Regions from separate parts of the Gasterosteus aculeatus genome. Here region 1 is linked to region 2. The links are chromatin contacts, called in public Hi-C maps. All regions are on one chromosome and are shown on one strand. The core of a region is the stretch at or near the end of the contact, and the rest is flanking DNA. Distances in the headings are between cores, read along the strand shown. Region 1 holds the start of ccnd3 (cyclin D3). Region 2 overlaps celsr2 (cadherin, EGF LAG seven-pass G-type receptor 2).

Region 1 (6,457 bases), core at 3,571-6,070, 37 kb before region 2:
TTTGAGTGTAACGTTAGCTAAAAACATAATGTTTATCTCACCAAGTGACCCCCATTGATGCTTTGGCTCCAATGTTTTCTTGGTTGTCCGTTGAGTACTTCCGGGTGAAACATTTGTCTTCCGCTAGCTAACGTAAATCAGATGTATATATTATATATACATTTTAAACTAACATCCGAAACTATTTAGAAAACAAGATAGCCAAACATTTTCAAAAATAAAATATTTGGTTGCAGACAAGAACAGTTAAGACGACTCTAAATTCACGCGACGTTTCGAAGTTACGTGACGCAAACTAACGTTACGTCACTTCCGTCCTGCAATGGACATCCGCACGTGTTGAAAACGCGACTATTTACAGTACTTTTTAAAGGTAGCAAATGACCTCAAAACAACCCTGATAGTACAACTTCGCCTTCTGTCGAACAACAACGATGCCCAAAGTGAAAAGATCCAGAGGTGGAGGAGCGGAGGTGAGCGGAGGAGCGATGCCGCTGGCGGAGCAGATCCTGCAGGCGGACACGACGCGAGGCGGAGGCCGAGTGAAGAGCAGGGACAGCCGGGCGCAAAACGAGGACAACTACGTGGACGAACGTCTCTCTCGGAAGATCCTCCAACAGGCGCGAATCCAGCAAGATGAGCTTCAGGCCGAGTATGGTCTGGCCCCGGAGAAGAAGAAGAAGACACCCGTCACCGTCCTCGGTAATGTCCTCGGTTTGTCCTCCTCGCTGTGAACAGCATCCGGATTATTGGAAATCTATTCCGTTGTATTTGACATGTAATTAATTTGATTAATAGTTATTTCAATGCACTTCTGTGTCACGGCTTATCTGCTCTACTATGTGTGCATTTAACCTGTACTATTTCACCTGCTGTGTCAGTTAATAATTGTACATTTTATTTATAACGCACTGTTATAAGTTCACATACTTGAGTCATTAGCATAGTGAACATGGTGAATGGGTCTGATATTGTAAAGCCCACTCAGAGGATTCAGTTAATCAAGGAAGTTCACCTAAATATTGACCATCTTTGTCTTGTGATCAAATCTCAGGGCCTGACTCCCAGGATGGAGACTCCGATGAGGAGTGGCCGGCATTGGGAGCGGCAGGTGCTGATGAAAGCCATGTTGTGTGTGACACCGAGGTCGTCATTGACCCGGACGACGAGAAGGCCATGGAGATGTTCATGAATAAAAACCCTCCACTGAGGCAAGTTGCAACATAATCCCGGCTTCATTTGGAATCTAGCTGTTGGAGTTTGCGTTTTAATGACGCACGACAGCAGCTCAGTTTTTGGTGTAAATGCTCAGCTGGGCTTTCTCTTTGTAGACGGACCTTAGCTGATATCATCATGGAGAAGATTACAGAGAAGCAGACCGAGGTAGGGACAGTGATGTCGGAGGTGTCAGGGCGTCCGATGCCCCAACTGGACCCGAGGGTAGTAGAAGTGTACAGAGGTGTCAATAAGGTGAGTTTTTTTCCAGTTAACTGTTGAAAGTCTCGATTTATTGCCTGGCTGTAAGTCTCAAGATGTGACCGAATGTTCTTTTGTTTTAGGTTCTATCTAAATATCGCAGCGGTAAATTGCCAAAGGCTTTTAAAATAGTCCCGGCTCTTTCAAACTGGGAGCAGATTCTTTATCTGACTGACCCGGAGACCTGGACAGCAGCGGCCATGTACCAAGCAACACGGTGAGTCTCCAGACGCCGTTGTTGTTTCATCCAAACGCCGAGCACGTTCCCTTATTCACTGCAGATATTAAAACACGGTACAATAAAGTGTTTTTCCTCCATCCCTTTCTTCTAGAATCTTCTCGTCCAATCTCAAAGAGCGAATGGCTCAGAGGTTTTACAACTTGGTGCTGCTGCCCCGAGTACGGGACGATATTGCAGAGTACAAGCGACTCAACTTTCATCTCTACAGTGCTCTGAAAAAGGCCTTGTTCAAACCAGGAGCGTGGTTTAAAGGTGAGGCCCTTTTAATGCATATTTGGTTTTGATTTTTTCAAAGCAAGAAGATATTGACATCAGAGCGGGCAACAACTGTTGAATGTGAAATAGGAAATATCAAGTATCTTTCATTTGTCAAGCAAAAATTCTCCCAAGTGTTGCAAATGTTCTTGCATGTCCTACATTACAATAAACTGGACATCTTTGCTTTTTGAAGAACATATTGCCATATTATAATGCACCCATGCAAATATAAAATACAGTTGATTTGGTTTTAAAGAACAAGTGGTAAATCAAGAAAAATTTAGAAATATAAATGATCAAAATCATTAGTTGCAGCCTTCATAAGTATGTGAAGGCTTGTTTGGCCCAGTCAAAGGGGAGGGGGGCAAATTCTGATTAAGTCCTGATATTGTTAATCTGTAATCATATGAATTTTCTTCTTGATTGAATTCATTAGGGGAACCCTTCTAGCTGTGATCCACATTCTGAATTTGTATGATTTAATACATTTGTTCTTTTAAGCAAAGGGTAGGCAGAAAGTAAATGCAGTACAATTGTTACCAATGTGCCGTACAACTGAAGCTGGCATATTACTAGTTATTATCTGACCCTTGAAAAAAAAAAAAAGTGGATAAAATTAAATGAGAGGAATTGACAGCTTATACCGGCTTTCTGGGACGTGTCATTTAGAAATGCTTTTAGTCTACACAAGGAAAATAACGCCATTGGTTGTGGAAGCTAAGAAATAAGCAAACTCAAATTTAATTTGGTAAAATGTATCCTTTGTTTCGGCTGTAATTGTTTGTCTCCTTTTGTGAACAACCTGTCACGATTTAATGCAACTAGTGTCCCCCAAACATCCCATGACCTATATTTAAAACACCAGTATGAGACAAATCCACTAAGTGGCAGTGTTGCTCACGAATACCCTGAACTGCCACAAAATTAGAGCAAAAGAACCATAAGTCACAAATGGTAATTTCCCATCAATGATATTGGAGTTAATTTAGTTAACTGATGAAACCGGTGAGTTAATTTGGGGTTAAACATACAACAATCTCAGATGGGGTTTATGTTCTTAAGACATAAACATATTTCCATCACTACCATCTGTCCCATATAATGTAAAGAAGGCACAACTTGAAGATGTTTTTTTTTAATGGTTGGATTCAGTGTTTGTGGAGCTTTAATCGACTGAACAGAGCACCAAAAAGCCATGCTTATCACTGACTCTTATTGAAGTACAGGAATACTTATTTGATATATTTGGCCTCTTCTGTCCTACAGGTATACTGCTTCCTCTGTGTGAATCAGGAACATGTACTCTAAGGGAAGCCATCATCATTGGAAGCATTCTCACAAAGTGCTCGATCCCTGTGCTCCACTCCAGGTAGGATTCAGCTGGCTGTGCTTCGCTGCTTTGGTTTGTGGCGTGTCGGCAAGAGGAGAAATGTTCAAATTTACGCAACGTGGGAGGTTGCACAATATGCGGGAATTGTTCTTGTCTTTCAGCGCTGCGATGCTTAAGTTGGCAGAGATGGAGTACAACGGTGCCAACAGCATTTTCCTGCGCCTCCTGCTTGACAAGAAATACGCCCTGCCTTTCCGTGTCCTGGATGCCTTGGTGGCCCACTTCCTGTCCTTCCGCAATGAAAAACGTGAGCTTCCTGTGCTGTGGCATCAGAGTTTGCTCACCATGGCTCAGCGGTACAAGGCTGACCTGGCTTCCGAACAGAAGACTGCACTGCTGGAGATGCTGAAGATACAAACACACCCTCAGATCTCTGCAGAGATTCGCAGAGAATTGCAAAATTCCGAATCGAGGGATCTCGAAATTGGGCTCCCTGTTACTGTGGAGATGGACTGAGGATTTAGACTGGTCTGGTGCTGGGTTAATTCCAACTTGGTTATTTTATCTGACTAGAAGGGACAGTTTAGAAAAATAGCGGCGTTTAAATACAGTGTTGCAAATACTCAGACTGTCATTTGTTTTTGTTTGATTATGGAAACCTTGTTGTTTTGAAGCAACACTTTCAATTACAAATGAATTAAGTTTACTAAAGCTTAAAAATGTATTTCTTACCATTGTATGTTGACTTTCTATCCGCAGCTGGGTTTTAAAAACATTTACATTATCTACCTGCAATATACACTGTTTGTCTTTTCTGGAACATTGTCAAAACTGTCAATTGAAATCTTTTGGGATTGAACTGTATCTGAAAACTAGTATACAAATATTAAAACAACAGAGAAAGACCTAAAAAGTGAAATGACTATTTCAAGAAACCTTTTACTGTCACTGGTCAACAAAGTAAAAAACTGTTTAATCGATTTCGTAGCCCTCGGCCACAGCGATGTCGGCCTTCTACAGACTATGTTGGGACACTATGTTGGGATTACGTGGCCTTCAGCTAGTGGTGATCAAAGCAGAAGGAAGACACCTGGATGATATTTCATAAACTGACGTTAAATCCATAAATACCAGTAATAAGATACATATAACAGTTTGTGTTGAATTGTCCATTTTAAGACTAAAGTAGTAAATGTGTAATTTTAAATCAAATAAAACGTAGCGGTTTTAATTCAAATTCAGAATAATTTGGTTTAACGTCAGTTGATTTTGGGAAATCAGAAAACGAATGATTCTTGCTTCTGTGATACAAGTAACTTCGGCCGCATTGCTTCAAGCATGACGTTAGTTAAAAACATGTAATCAATGAAATTACGTTTCATAACAAACAAATCCTATTTCCAGTCGAGCCTGTTAATGGCCGATATTTGAAAGGACCTCTTTAAAACAAGCTGGTTAAGTTAAGTTAGCGAACGTCGCGGGAGCGTTAGCACAGCTAGCTAACGTTAGCTAACGGAATAACGGCCAACTAACCGCGGCCATTTTGAAGGCCATTCCAGTCTACTACTTCGAATGGATCCTCGTGAGGACAGACGGCTTCCGCGTGGATCCAGAGACGTAAACGCCGCCGACGCGGAGCTAGACGTGGTTGTGCGTGCGGGCAGCGACCAACCCGTGAACGGCGACCTCCGAACACTGCACAACCTGACGGCCTTGGAGAAGACCTGCCCGCGGGCCCCGGACCTCCGGGTGGTCCAGACGGACATCGAGCCCCACATGCGGAGGATACTGGCAGTGTGGATGTTTCAGGTGTACCAATCGGTCACAATGACAGCGTGTGTCGTCCGGTTGAAATAAATTACAACAATGCGGCGTGTCTGTCTTGAAGGTGTGCGAGGAACAGAGATGTGAGGAGGAGGTGTTTCCGCTGGCGGTGCAATACCTGGACTGTTACCTGGGCAGGTTCGCCGTGCAAAAGCGCAACCTGCAGCTTTTAGGGGCCGTTTGTATGTTCCTGGCCTCCAAAATGAGAGAGACCGTCCATCTGACGGCCATCAAGCTTTGCATCTACACAGACAACTCCATTTCCGTATCAGACATTCTGGTAACTCGTATTTCTATTAAATATATAAATAATAAGCGCACATAATATTGACTGTAGAGTGTGTGTGTGTGTGTGTGTGTGTGTGTGTGTGTGTGTGTGTGTGTGTGTGTGTGCGCGCGCGCGCGCTGCAGCATTGGGAGCTGACAGTGGTTTCTCGGTTGGACTGGTGTCTGGCCTCTGTGGTTCCCTCTGACTTCTTGGGGCCGGTGCTTCACGCTCTGCCCTTAGTTCGGCCCCACCTCCTTCCCAACGTGCGACGCCACGTGCACTCCTATATCGCTCTGGTGGCCATTGGTAAGTTACAGCACTGGGTTGCCAACACGTGACATGTATATTTTTTGTCATTCCAAAAATGATCACATGCAAAGACAATATGCATTGACAATGGATAAAAAAAATCCATAAATAAATAAAATGGTTAAAAAATACTTTTGAATATATTTCTTGTAGTGATTAATTATTTCTGTGCCCAATTGTTTCAGTGCAGTAAAATTAGCCCTGTTATATTCCTCCTTTAGTGAGGGTTAAACATGACCGTGACATTTGCACATAACAATGAACACAAAGGAGCCAAAACTTTTGATCGCGATGCGTCAGCAGTTCATTCTGGAGACAGAAGGGCTGAGTTTGTGTAATCCCGTATTGTCTACTGTGAAAGACCTCAGTCCAACTATTCAGCTGGCTGATTTCCCACGAATCTCTGTGGCGCTGCCCGAGGCAACAGGTCACAGGGAGAGTCCGTCGCTGCGGTTTTACACGCACTATGCCCATAAAATTAAGACAATTCCGATGCCTCCGTCCTATTAACTCATTGAAAAAGGTGTTTCTGCATGGATTGAATGTTAGACTTGTCCTTTCATCGTGTCTCCCGCCTGAGGCAATTAGGATATTCTACCAGCTTATCGGGTTTTGGGAAATGTCGGCTTTTGTACATCAAGGTGTGTCTGCAATAGTGGAATCCGTCTAACTGTCGACATCTAGCCTTTACTGACTTTCCTACTATTTGCAATAGGCTACGAGTACCTTCGGTGAATTGTAGGGGGCCATC
Region 2 (6,816 bases), core at 1,970-4,469:
TCAACCCGTCGTCCCTGAAAGGACACAAGAAATCGGCTTACAGCCCCTCCTGTCACGGTCGAAATCATTCAGCAAATAAATATTCATTTTTCATTCACGTTTGACTACCTGAGAACAAACGGCACGTAGCTCTGCTGGCTCTTGCCGCTCTGCATCGTGCCGTTCAGGGACACACTGGAGTCTCCGAAGGGAAGGTGGTACAATCGGCCGTCCATGTAGTTTGTGTTGCATTTGTAGCCCTGAAACGAGAGAAACAAGGGAAAGTTCAGCGTTTCTAAGGATTAAAAAGCTGTTCAAACAGCATAAACAGGGAGCATGCGGCTTCTGTGAGCTACTTCTAGAAATGTACACTGTTGTTTTGTTTACAAATGTTATGATTCTACTTTTTTATAGATTTTTTGTCAACAATGGGCGCACAGTGTAAGACATTACAGGCTTCGGATACACAGGCACAACGTGTTAGTGGAACCAATTGACTGCTGGTTTTGGCCTTGGGGATTTGTTGTGAATACAAATAATACAGATCGCCAGCCTCATTATTTAAGTCAACACATATATGTCAACACGTTGCTATCCTCAACGGTTTTGTGTTATGGGATAGTTTGTGTTGGGAGAAACATTGCAATATCTAAATCTTCAGTGACAAATGCAACTAACTAAAGCGCTTGGCTGAACAGAGCGGAGGGACTCACAGAGGCCTTGGATTTGATCATATGATCCGGGCGCTTGCGGCTGCAGCAGTATTTCATGGCATTCCTCGCCTCCTTATTGAAGACAACGCGGAAGAAGAAAACAAACGGACCCTGCGGTTGGGCGAGAGAAGAAGGACGAGGATAAGAGAAGAAATACAGAAATCAACCATTCAAAGTGTTTCACGGGGGTGGGGGGGGAACTGCGTGGATCACCTGAACACAGTTGAACCCGGCGAACAGGTAGTGGAAGATGATCATGTCGCTGTTGACGGAGAGGAGCGCCAGAAAACATGTGACTGAAACCAGGAGGAGAACGCCACCTGCGGTCTTTAGGCCTGAGCTGCAGAGTCACATGAGAAGGTAGTGAGGTGCCGTCAGGATGATTTGCACACATTTATTGACTTAGAAACGTAGAGACAGAGCAGCACATTGTGTGGAAACATGACCACGTAGCTGCAGGGAAATGTAAAGCTGTAGAAATGCAAAGCGTAGCCCTAATGGCACCATCGGATGCAACCGGAAACAGGCTGTTGTGCAATAAATTGTGGAACACTTATTTCCACAAAAGATCCGATGGTTTGAAATATGAAAAAAAACGTAAAAATAACCCTGAACAGCAGCAAGTATTGAGTCTTCATGATCCGATCTGCCTCAAAGTCCAAAAGCTAAATTGATTCAGTTTAGAGAGAGAAGCCAGGATGACAGATTATTGAGCTGTTGTTTTTGGAGCGATCAAAGGAGTGGTTTGATTTCATGTCGTTATTGACATTATTTAAATTGGTTGTTTGTCCAATTGTAGTGGTTTGATTGGAAAGTTCGCAATTTCAGGCTGAGCTGACTGGCAAAGTGACTTTGAGTCAACATTAATATTTGATGGAGCCGCTGGGAGACTCACACACGAGGCTCCTTCTTCTCGATGCTGTGGTGTCTCATTGTGCAGGACGCTCTGGACGACAGGACGTACAGGAAGACGTTCATCTGTGGACACATTAATCAAACGGCTTCACAACTTACAAAATGGCGGGAGATTTTGAGAGTAAACGTCAAACTAATCTCCCCGTCAGGACAGCGGAGGGCGTGTTTACTCTCTGGAGTCGCTCTGACGAGGTCGGCTTGAGTCGCCGCGTTGGAGCGCGTTTACGGAGTTCCGCTCAAACAACAGTGTGGATCTCAGGGATGTACAGGGACTCACCGACACCACCATGGCGATCGGCCCGGCGAAGCTCCAGATGAGAGTGTCGTACATGGACAGCCAACAGAAGTCTGGGTTCCCGTAGCCTTCAGGGTCAAGTCCCACTGCCAGACCTGCAGACAAACCCCCCAAAAGACACGCAGCGGCGTCAGATGACAGCTGCGGTGTGTGTAAACATTCTTTGGTTCCAAGAGAGCTGTTCATCTAAAGTCGCCAGCTCTCAGAACACTTTACTGGAGGTGTCTCACGTATTAACACTGTAATTTTCACTGTGACTTAAGTCACTCACGCAGTGAGTGTGTTGGATAACGAAGCTGTGTGATCGATGCCACCAAATGAGGTCAGCTGCTTTGTGTAAATTGAAAATAAAAGGTGAAACACATTTTCCCTCATTATCGTATAGTATCATATAGTAGATTTGCATAACTGGCATGACAGTCATGACCATCAAGTTTGGGGCTGCTGCTAGAGATTTAAATGTGTACAGAAAATACAGTTTCTTGTGAAGGTCCGGACCTGTGATGAAGGCTGGTACTCCCCAGCCAATCAGGTAGTAGAACCTCATGGGTCCGTAGTTGATGTCTCGCACTTCGCTGATCATGCGATAGACGTGCAGACCCTCCAGGAAGAGCCAGGAGAAAGTGCACAGGTAGAAGAAGTGCAGCAGGATGGCGATGACGGTGCACATAAACTGCACAGAGAGAACATCAGGTTGGAAGACGGAGGGAAGATTAAAACACGGGGAGGAAACACTAAGTGGAATAGACGGAGAACAGATTGATTACCGGGTTGTCTGCCTGGTTGATGCCCAGGATGAAAATGAGCTCGGAAAGGAAGAGCGCAACAGCTCCGTTGTTGATTATACTGGTCTTGTTGCACTGCATGGCTCTCAGACAAAGGAGGAAGATCGTGGTGAGGAAGAGGAAGCCCATCGTCACTCCCACTGTGCTCCACGTCAGGATTTTGATTGGCAGGATCTCTCCATTCTGACGATTGGAAGAGAGACGTTTGAGTCACAGAATAACGATCTTCGTGGTTTTATTGGGACTCTTTCGCGTCACTCACCTCTCTCCTGGAGATGTCCATGAGGACGGCAAAGCTGGTCATGTGATAACACTGACAGCTGATGTGGGTGCCGTTTCTGAAAACCACCTCGCAGCCCTTCGCCGACCAGCCGCCATTCCCGCCCCTGACACGAAGCACAAACAACAGAGGAAAATGTAAGAATACCACAACTTCACGCTTCTTCTCTAATCCCGAGAGCTCTGCTGTACTCACAGTATGTTGTGGTTCCAGAAGACACAGATGGGCTTAGAGCGCTCCTCGGTGGTGACCAGGCGGAACTGCACGGTGATGGGTTTGTCCAGTGCGTGCTGCAGCAGCTCGTCGTTGTCGTGGACAGTGATACTGACCACTGGCGTGTTGATGACCGGACGCTTTGGCACCCTGAAGACAACGTAAAAGAAATACACGATCAAAGGCATGAATTGTTTCCAACTGAATCTATAGAAAAATGGTCAAAAGTATAGAGTGTCCCAAACGCATTGGCAGTAAGTTACAACAAGAGTAAATATTTTCAGCAGTGGAATAATACATATTTGATGAGCTATGCACCGTGTTGATGTTAACAAAGGAACATTGTTGGATGATTTAGAGGTCAATGGCACAGAAGAATAACCCGTAACACCGTTGTCTTTGCTTCCAGTTAATTGTTCTTACCGCAGACTTCTCTTGTCTGGATCGTAGCTCTCTGGTAACAGCGAGGCCAGGCTGTGGAAGATGATCACACTGGCGATGGCGTCGGGCTGGTCGTCATCAGGGTGGCGTCTCTTCCTATTGGCTGACCGGTTCTTCAGAGACGACTCCGGGAAGACATCCAGGTGTCTGTGGCCTTTAGTGTCCACCGGTGGTTGAAAGACGGAATCGGGCAGCGTGACGGCCGTCTCGAGGTCAGCAGGACGAGGACCCCTCAGGGACTGGTACCGCGGCAGTTTGGCACCAGCGAAATTCATCTTTTTCAGGCGATCCACAGAAATGACTGTGGGGAAAAACATTATGTGTTTATATTGTGATAATAATATGATTACGATTTCTAATTTATTTTATCTGCTTTCTGTTCTTTAATTACTCCAACGATGTTGTCCTGATCATAAACATTTTTTCAAACCGACAAAACAGCATATGCACCCACTGCACGTTGGGAATATGGATCCCCGGCGGCCCACAGCCTTCGTGGGTCCTCCCAGCCTCTCACCTATGTGTGGTGTGACGATGGTGAAGGGGCTGAGGTAGGTCTGCCTCATGTTCTGAGCCAGTGTGTTTGCGTATTCCTCGTAGTGGCGCAGCAGTGCTGCCGTGCCGCCCTCCGAGTGCTGGATCAGCTCCCAGTGCGTCCGTGTGTCCGGAGCCAGGATGGCGCTGCCCACGCGGACCAGGTTCTGTCAGAAAACAAGCGAGAGTTCAGCTGACAGTGACAGTTGCCAAAACGGCAACAATGCATTGTTGTTGTTTATTGTTGAGATACACGCTTGCTCACCTCAGTGAAGTGGACGTCCTGCGTAGCTGTGAGGTTGAAGCCCTGCTGCTTGTTCTCGTGCTGCAGAAGACTCTGCGTGAGCCGATAAGCCACCTTCACGTCGCTGCCGTAGTACTTCTCCGTGTGCAAGGTGGCGTTGGCCAACATGGCGGCCGTCTGCTGGACATGTCCAGAGTCCAGCAGCGACGTGTTACGGGAAAACTTCTCAGACTGGAGGGAGGAAAGGATAATCATTCATTTACGTTTTGATGCTGCGTGAGTAAAAGGTATTTTTAACCGAACTGAAAAATATCAATTTCAATTACAAATGAGGGTGTTATTGTTGGAATCCTAAGGTTCATTTAAAAAGATAAGACGGAGGGAGAAGCCACACACCAGGGCTTTCAGCTTGCTGAAGGTAACAGAGGTGCAGTTGAAGAGATTGGGAGGCAGCCAGCCCTTGTGCTCGTCGCAGTGGCGGATCGCTGTGCCTGAAGAAAGGGGGAGAAAGTTACCACGTGGGAGTTGAGAAACAGTGGAGCTGCAGCGGGGAGAGAAGGCTTGAGGCAAGTTTAATATACTGCTTATATATTATTATACTGGTCATTTGATGGGCAGCCTGAAAAAAAAACATCATACCGAGAGTTCCCTTGGGACAGTGAACTGCTGCAGGGAGACCAAACTTAGTCCTGGGCCACCAGATCCCGGCCTCGATGGCCTGAGGGCAGCTGTCATAGATCACTGAGTGAGGTGGAGCAGGAGGGAGAGAGATTTAATATATTTAATATATTTCTAGCTACAATAAAGTGGGGCCTATGAATTAAGCATTGTAATAACCTGAGAGTAATCGGATTCATTCTGACCTTCGCAGCCGTTGGGTGAAACCTCAGCGAAGGGGTTGTCGCAGTGGTCACACTGGCGCCCGATGACGCCGGGTTTACACTGGCACTGGCCGCTCTCTCGGTCGCACGCTCTGGAAAAGGAGCCGACCGGGTAGCAGTCGCACAGCAGGCAGGTGTCGCTGCCTTCGGGGAGGTAGTGGTTGTCCTGTGGAGTGGAGAGACAAAGTTTTTGATTATCAATTGAAAAACAAAAAAATCTGTTTTCCATTAGCGGCCTCGGTCGGTGCAGGTCGGGCACATGCTCACCTTGCAGCGGCATTCTCCGCTCGTCTTGTTGCAGTCAGAGTCGAAGCCCTTGTCTGTCTGACAGCTACAGGGGCCGCAGGTCTTGTGACCCCACCAGCCTCTGGGACACGGCAAATCGGTTCTGCACACACAAGTACAGCATTACTTCTCCTGCAGAGCAACAAAACAACACGCCACACAAAAACATACAGGGTTTTACATAAACGTTGAAAAAAATTTACTTTTTTTCGCAGTAACGGCCAAAGTAGTTCTTAGGGCAGTCGCAGGTGTAACCACGAGAGGAGCTTGGCTTCCGGGTGCATGTTGACTCGTGCTCACAGGGGTTCAGTGAGCATGCATCGGTGCAGTTGGTGCCATAGTAGCCTGTGAAATAAAGGTGAAAAGAAAGAATAAGCTGCTGTGCTCTCACAACACTGTGAACCGTATTTACACATCGGTTTAAAGTAACCGCTCAGCCCTGCAGAATGTTTTACGATTGTGTTGGCGAAGTGCAAGCGGACGGACCGGCGAGGCAGGTGCAGGAGTGGCTGTCCCAGTCGTCGCTGCAGTAGCTGCTGGCAGGACAGGGGCTGGAGCTGCACGGGTCGGGCACGTTGCAGCCCGCCTCCACGTTCACCTTCCTCGCCTGAGACAGACTCAGAGCTCCGCCCACACGCAGACCCTGCAGGAGAACCAAATAAACATTTTGTTGGGGGGGAAAAGGAATGTTCTCTTAAGCACAAGATTGCTGTTTTCGATGGGTTGAAACACAAAGAAGTGCCTGTGTGTAAACATTTTGTGTGTTATAGTATTACAAAATGGCCATCTACCCTGCATCATAAGCTCAAGCAGTTAAAACCGTCGTTTAAGCAAGATTCTCATTTAAAGGGCAAGTGAAGAAGACAGTAGATCAAATCTGGTAGAAAAGTGATTGAGTTTTTTTTGTCAGGTTTCAACTGATTTTTAATGACTGCAATTGTATATATTCAAATACATTTCATAATTTTCAATATTGTGCTTGTGTTGTGCTTTATAGAGTAGAAGACCTTTAATATCTATGCACACATATAAGACATAAGTGAGCTCGCGGACCTGTATACAGCCACGGAAGCCATGCTGAATTTTCCCATCAGTTCTTTCCAAACCACCAACGCTCACAGTCTTCAGCTTGGAGTCTCGGAGCTTCCCGTCCACCTCCATACTGGCCTGAAAAGGTACAGACTTTATTGCTGCCAAGCTACAGTATCTTAATTCATCTGCAGGGATGAAACGCCAACTCACCAGGTAAAG

The links. A called contact is a pair of places that touch in the nucleus more often than the background predicts.
Region 1: a Hi-C map of tail fin shows a contact between it and region 2, with 2.5 times the contacts expected there. The contact joins the promoter of ccnd3 here to the enhancer-like site in region 2. A contact is called at or near these places in 2 of 6 Hi-C or Micro-C datasets (tail fin and whole body).

Annotation. Positions count from the first base shown.
Region 1 is chr17:9,522,762-9,529,218 of fGasAcu3.hap1.1, reverse strand. ccnd3 (cyclin D3) reads left to right here and starts at 4,820. Exons shown (of 5, transcript XM_040203524.2): 1 at 4,820-5,114; 2 at 5,194-5,409; 3 at 5,541-5,703. The coding sequence starts at 4,878. bysl (bystin-like) reads left to right here and starts at 289. Exons shown (of 7, transcript XM_040203523.2): 1 at 289-702; 2 at 1,055-1,211; 3 at 1,332-1,470; 4 at 1,560-1,693; 5 at 1,809-1,969; 6 at 3,242-3,344; 7 at 3,467-4,218. The coding sequence starts at 435. The coding sequence ends at 3,821. med20 (mediator complex subunit 20) reads right to left here and starts at 656. Exons shown (of 4, transcript XM_040203527.2): 1 at 42-656. The coding sequence starts at 55.
Region 2 is chr17:9,483,549-9,490,364 of fGasAcu3.hap1.1, reverse strand. It overlaps celsr2 (cadherin, EGF LAG seven-pass G-type receptor 2), which reads right to left. Exons shown (of 34, transcript XM_040203515.2): 10 at 6,808-6,816; 11 at 6,619-6,732; 12 at 6,052-6,208; 13 at 5,769-5,910; 14 at 5,548-5,668; 15 at 5,263-5,446; 16 at 5,039-5,140; 17 at 4,796-4,890; 18 at 4,421-4,630; 19 at 4,139-4,322; 20 at 3,604-3,922; 21 at 3,163-3,330; 22 at 2,950-3,073; 23 at 2,670-2,870; 7 more. Among protein-coding and RNA genes, the nearest start is that of dstyk, 23 kb to the left of the region's middle. Within about 2 kb of position 3,219, at least 7 of the 9 cell types and tissues checked have open chromatin away from gene starts, as enhancers often do.